Linked DNA regions of Hordeum vulgare: region 1 is linked to region 2. A link is a contact called in public Hi-C data. All regions are on one chromosome and are shown on one strand. Each heading gives the region's core, a stretch centred on a gene start, on an enhancer-like site or on the middle of the called end of the contact. The rest is flanking DNA. Distances are from core to core; before and after follow the strand shown. Region 1 holds the start of LOC123440715. Region 2 has its middle 96 kb from the start of LOC123445254.

Region 1 (2,700 bases), core at 142-2,641, 470 kb after region 2:
TATCAATACTAAAATGTGAATTACCATAATAATTGGCAAATATTAGTACGGTATTTCCTTCATGAGTGGGTATTCCAATTATTTATTTTCCCAAGATTATCTCGTGAAACAGATAATTTTATTTCTCTATCGCAGATGCCTAGAAAGCACACTAAATAGCATACGCACGAAGCAGAGCCGATCGATTTATCTATAACATGGGTGTTGTAGTCACCTAATCTGGGTATGCCTTGTGTCATGATAGATCAACCGGGCCAAGCCCATGCATTGCGCTTGTTACCCACAAATTTGCAGACATTTTTTTTAACTGATGAGCATTTCGAAAGTCATGATTATCTTTTGACTTCACGAAATTTCTAAATTTTGTGAACATTTTTTGAATTCACTGAGATATTTTCAAATTCATGAACACTTTTTATATTGATGTTTGTTTGGATCTGTGATTTGTTTTGAATTCTCAATCATTTTTCTGAGTTGGCGAACAATTTTTGAGTTCATGATTTTTTTTGGATCCATGTACCTTTATTGAATTTGTGAAGATTTGTTAAACAGATGGACATATTTAGAATTTGTGAATACTTATTCGAATTAGTGAACATTTTTAAATAAAAGACTGGCTGAAATAGAATATACAATATGAAAAGAACAAGCTCGCCTGGATCCTCGTGCTCATCGTGGCACACTGCCTTTTTTAGTCTGAAAAAAGAGACGAGGTTCTTTTCCGAAAAAAAGAGAGATGAGGTTGAGAGCAAATTGAGTGAAACAAATTTTTGGTCAGTCAACTGACCCAAATTTTGTTTTCAGTCAACTGATCTCTAACCGATACCATTTCTTAAAGAAGATATTCCATCGCTCAGAAAATTGCGAAGCAGGCTGCCTCACCAGTTCCCTGTCTAGATGGAAACATTCACCAAAGACATAAACCACTGCCGCCATACCACCGGGCATTGACCGCCCCGTCGCATAATCCGAATCACTCTATGAGAGTCCGAATGGACGACCATTCTATCAGGGACGAATTTAGGGGGGGGGGGGGGGGGGGGGTTTCTTCTACTATGATTATGGTTGTTGTAGCCAAAAAAATTAACTTCATATAAACTTTGCCCCCTCTATGCATGAATGCTGGCTCCGTCTGTTTCACCCCACCGGAACTGTTAGAGGTCAAGAGACCACGGGAGAGAGCTGGTGCTTCAGCCGATATTGCTGAACATCAGCAACAAGATTCTGGCATGCATTTGCCGCTGCCCAGGAGTCTTCTGCACCGCGTTGATCCAGTTGGGCTGTCCACATCGAAGCCCGCGTGGATATGTTGATAGCGCGTTGTTCCTTTTGTCTTCACCCTCAAGAAAGGAAGACACGGTCAGATTTACTTCATGCAGAAGTCTCCCGATTGAGCCTTGTATATACCCTCTGAAACTGTCGTACGCAGATCGAAGGAGCCAACCGACCGAAAGAAATGAGCAGCTGGTTGATGAAGATGAGGAGGTCGATGCAGATGCCCGTGGAAGCGGAGGGGAAGGCGGAGCTGTTTTGCGTCGTCTTCAGCGTCCCGTGCCCGGGAGATCCACCCGTGCAGGGAGATTATGTGGAAGAACGTGTGCACCAAAGCATCAAGATCTCTGGTTACGGTCAGTTTCTCTTGTCACCGTGCCTTCACTTTCTTTTTTGCGAGGGATTTTTGTTCACTTATTTTCTCCTCTAAATATCGTTTTTTTTTCAGTTCTTGACGCTAAATAGTTCTACTTACATAGTACTTCTGCAGAGGAATGGTACGTAGGTATGGATACATGGCTGGCTATCTAGAAACTCTTTTGCTGTTGGTGTAATTTCCTAACATCACTCTCACCTTAAGCCCGTGCACCCAAACCACGTCTCCAGAAACTTCAATCTGTTCTTAACCCCAAACACAAATTGCAACGGCGAGGTGTTTAGTTTCTTAGTAGTTGACTGGGAGAAGTTCTTCATGGCCGAGATCAGTTCGAACTCATGATCTCATCCAATTTCAATCCCATTTCTTCCGGTTATCGACTTTGGCTGTCGGGATTTTTCTTCGTGAAGAAGAAAATATCACGTATGTATGGCGCGGCCGTGCGGTGGTGATCGCGAGCTTCAGAGCTCAGACTCCACTCCAGCGACTTGGTCCCTGTTCGAAGACGCTTCCGCTCCCTTCCGGATCTACAGTTAAAAAATAAGAGAGCTCAGGTTTTTCAGTTTCGCAGATTCTAGGAGCTGATGGATTACCAAACAGGGCCTTAGTCAACGGCAAGCCACTAGAACGGTGAGGCTGTCACGATGTTGGTGAGGTGAGATCGTGTGGAGATCCGTGCGTATCCAGTTCAACCCTCCTTTTTCATCCGGGGCAACTCTCCTTGTATACGGTCACAAAAGTCAAAATAAACTCTTGTTAAAGACAGCTTTTTTTCTAAAAAGAGGATTACCTCCGGCCTGTGCATCAATACGATGCATGCGATCCCTTTACAGACAGCTTATGGCAAGAGCTCTTTTTTTAGTGTTTCATGCCAAGAGTTTTTTTTTGAGTGTTTTATGCTAAGAGTTTGATGATGATGATGATGATGATGTGTGTGTGTGTTAGGAAAGAAACACTTTTATTTTCACACAAAATATTATTACTTTCTTTCTAAATTACTTGTTTTACATTTGTCTAGATACAGATGTATCTAACACTAAAACGTGTCTAGA
Region 2 (2,700 bases), core at 63-2,562:
CCTCACGGGATCAATTGCATGCACAGCACAGTAGGAGTGCTCCATAGTTAACTCTTGCCACAGCCTTTTTCAGTCGATCGATCCCACCATGCAGTCTGTTTCGTTCAAAATCTCGAAATTACTCGTACGGACCGGAGCAGTGCTATGATGCTATCTGTTTCCTGCGCTTATAATAGCTACTCCTAAATCCTAATTCGCTCAATTACTACAGAATCTTCAAGTAGATCGCGTCCCCGTCGCAAAACCAGGGACAGCAGCTGGCAGCTGCTCCCGTTCACCAGACAATCTGGGAGGCAGAGGTATCCCCAGCGCAAGTACGTCCGGTCAAAGATAGTGCTCCCGTTATATGTTCAGTCCGTTCGTGTTTAATCAATCCATCCATCGGCTAATGCGGTTGCATGACGATGGTTGGTCGTTTGTTGTATGTTCGGGTCATGCATCATGCAGAGATATTGAGCTGCCCGTCTCCAAACCGGCAGGATTCCACGAGGCATGCATGCAATTTGACCAGGAATACGTGTGTGCTTAAATATTCCTCGAGCAAACAAATACGTGCTGCACTATACCAAACATGTCTCGTGCTCTTTATTTGGTGGACGAGCTCCAGGGACTCTTTATAGCCTTATTATTCGGTGTTGCGCCGCGCGTGTCACTACTCACCAGTTAATGGCGCCACCAAACCATCGACTGATTAGCCTTTGATTAAACGCTCCATCCGCTGACTCGTACGTAAGTAGGAGTACGTGCTGGATGGAAACGGCGAAACGTGTGCGATGACGATGGGTGTACGACCAGGTGCGATGCATCTGATTTGAATCCAAGTACTGTAGTTGGGTTTGCACAAATGTAGGTAGGACACTTCGGAGTCCCGTCCCCCTTTGCGCTCCAAAGGTGCGGCGCATTTGTTCGGAGTAGGTATAGATAGACAGGGCTGCCACTGCCTCGCCGTGAGTTTGAATATGACCCCCAAATAAAGGGTCCCACGACACGAATGCCCACCATCCATCTTGAAGGTTTTTTATTAAAGAAAACCTAACATGTTGCATGTCGGAGATACAGAAAAGAGAGTGCAAACCAAAATGTAGCCTCCATGGTCTCCTGCTACCAGCATGGATATGGAAATTCTAACGCTACAATTCTTCTACCTCTGCCTCAGCTTCTGTCCCTTTTTGGCTGTGAACAAGTGATAACAAGAGGAGGAGAAAGAGAGCACTGGGATAAGACGAAGGGGATGGCTGTTAACGGAATGCTCCCTGGCCTAAATGGTCCAATCACACTCCGCTCATCTTTAGGTGGCTTGTCTCTGTTGATCTCTTCACAACACGCATGATAAAAAAGGCCAAGGAAGCTAACGGCAATGATCTCAGTGGAGGGCCCTGCACCCAAGCTAGCAGCTAGCGATAGACAAACCTTTTCCCGCTCACCATCTCGCATCTGCATCTCCACGTTCCCCGGTCACTTTCCCGTTCTTATTATTATCGCCACTGCATGATCCTGTACGCACGCGAGAGCATAAAGTTCGTCCGAAGAGAGTGGGGAGAAAGAGCAGTCTGTCTGCCTGAAATTGAGGGCCTTAACAGGGTTACCATGTTTTCACCTTCAGTATCAACGGGGAGATTAATTACAGTCTAGGACGATTATCATGAGCTTAGACTCGTGGACTACCACATGTTGGCCTAACCCCATCCAGTCATTTTCAGCTCCGAGTGCTCTCTTGACGAATTTTTTTGGAAATGTCTAATGTGCAGAAACTGATGTGATGTGTCTGTGGGGACAATTAAACACGGACAAGGAAGGAAGATTAAAATTATTGCATCTCTCCCCTCCGATGCCGCCTCCCGTTACTTTCAAACCGCGCGAGCTATTTATCTTTTGGACATCACATCACATCACACCACGGCATGAAAGTGAAGCACAACTTGAGCTAGGCAGGAAAACATAATAATTCTTTTGCGGTGGTAAGCAAAGACTAGCTCACCTACTAGTTTATTGCGAGTTGGGCGTAATTGGAGCAACATCCTTAGTTGTATTATTATGCAAAGTAATCTAGTTTAGACACGTGGCGCGTCTCGAGGAGGATACCCGCTCAAGGAATGCTTTACGTCCCCGTCACCTGGACCTTAAAACACGTACTTAATCCAGCCTCTCTCCTGACGTGTTCCTCAATGCTAGCTACTCTCTCCGTTCATAAATATAAGTCTTTTTACAAATTTCATTAAGGGGCTACATACAAATTAAAATGAGTGAATCTATACATTAAATTATCTCTATATACATCGTATGTAGTTCTTTAATAAAACCTCTTAAAAGACTTATATTTAAAAACGGAGGGAGTAGCTAGCTAAAAGTGGATTCCATAATACCGCATATAGATGGGCATTTTAAATCAGGACACCCAAAATCAAACTACTCACTCTGTTCCTAAATATAAATATTTAAAAATAATAATATGAACTATATAAAAAGTAAAATAAATAAATCTACATTTTAGATATGTTCATATACATACGTATCTAGTCTGTATATAAATATTTGAAAAAAATCTATATTTAGAAACGAAGGGTGTGTGTCTTCAAATAGACGGATAAGCATGTTTACGTAGGTCCTGGACGATGATTTGTTTTGCCACTACAGTTGGACTTAGCAGCTGGTTAATACACATCTATGCAGGTTTCCTTTGGGCGCTATGTAGGCAGGCTC

The links. A called contact is a pair of places that touch in the nucleus more often than the background predicts.
Region 1: a contact with region 2 is called in a Hi-C map of leaf, with 2.4 times the contacts expected there. The contact joins the promoter of LOC123440715 here to the enhancer-like site in region 2. A contact is called at or near these places in 2 of 6 Hi-C or Micro-C datasets (leaf and seedling).

Annotation. Positions count from the first base shown.
Region 1 is chr3H:576,374,494-576,377,193 of MorexV3_pseudomolecules_assembly, forward strand. It overlaps LOC123440715, which reads left to right and starts at 1,392. Exons shown (of 4, transcript XR_006630352.1): 1 at 1,392-1,628; 2 at 1,721-2,700.
Region 2 is chr3H:575,904,474-575,907,173 of MorexV3_pseudomolecules_assembly, forward strand. No RefSeq gene overlaps it. Among protein-coding and RNA genes, the nearest start is that of LOC123445254, 96 kb to the left of the region's middle. Within about 2 kb of position 1,313, at least 3 of the 3 cell types and tissues checked have open chromatin away from gene starts, as enhancers often do. A contact at or near this core is called in leaf and seedling, where this site is marked.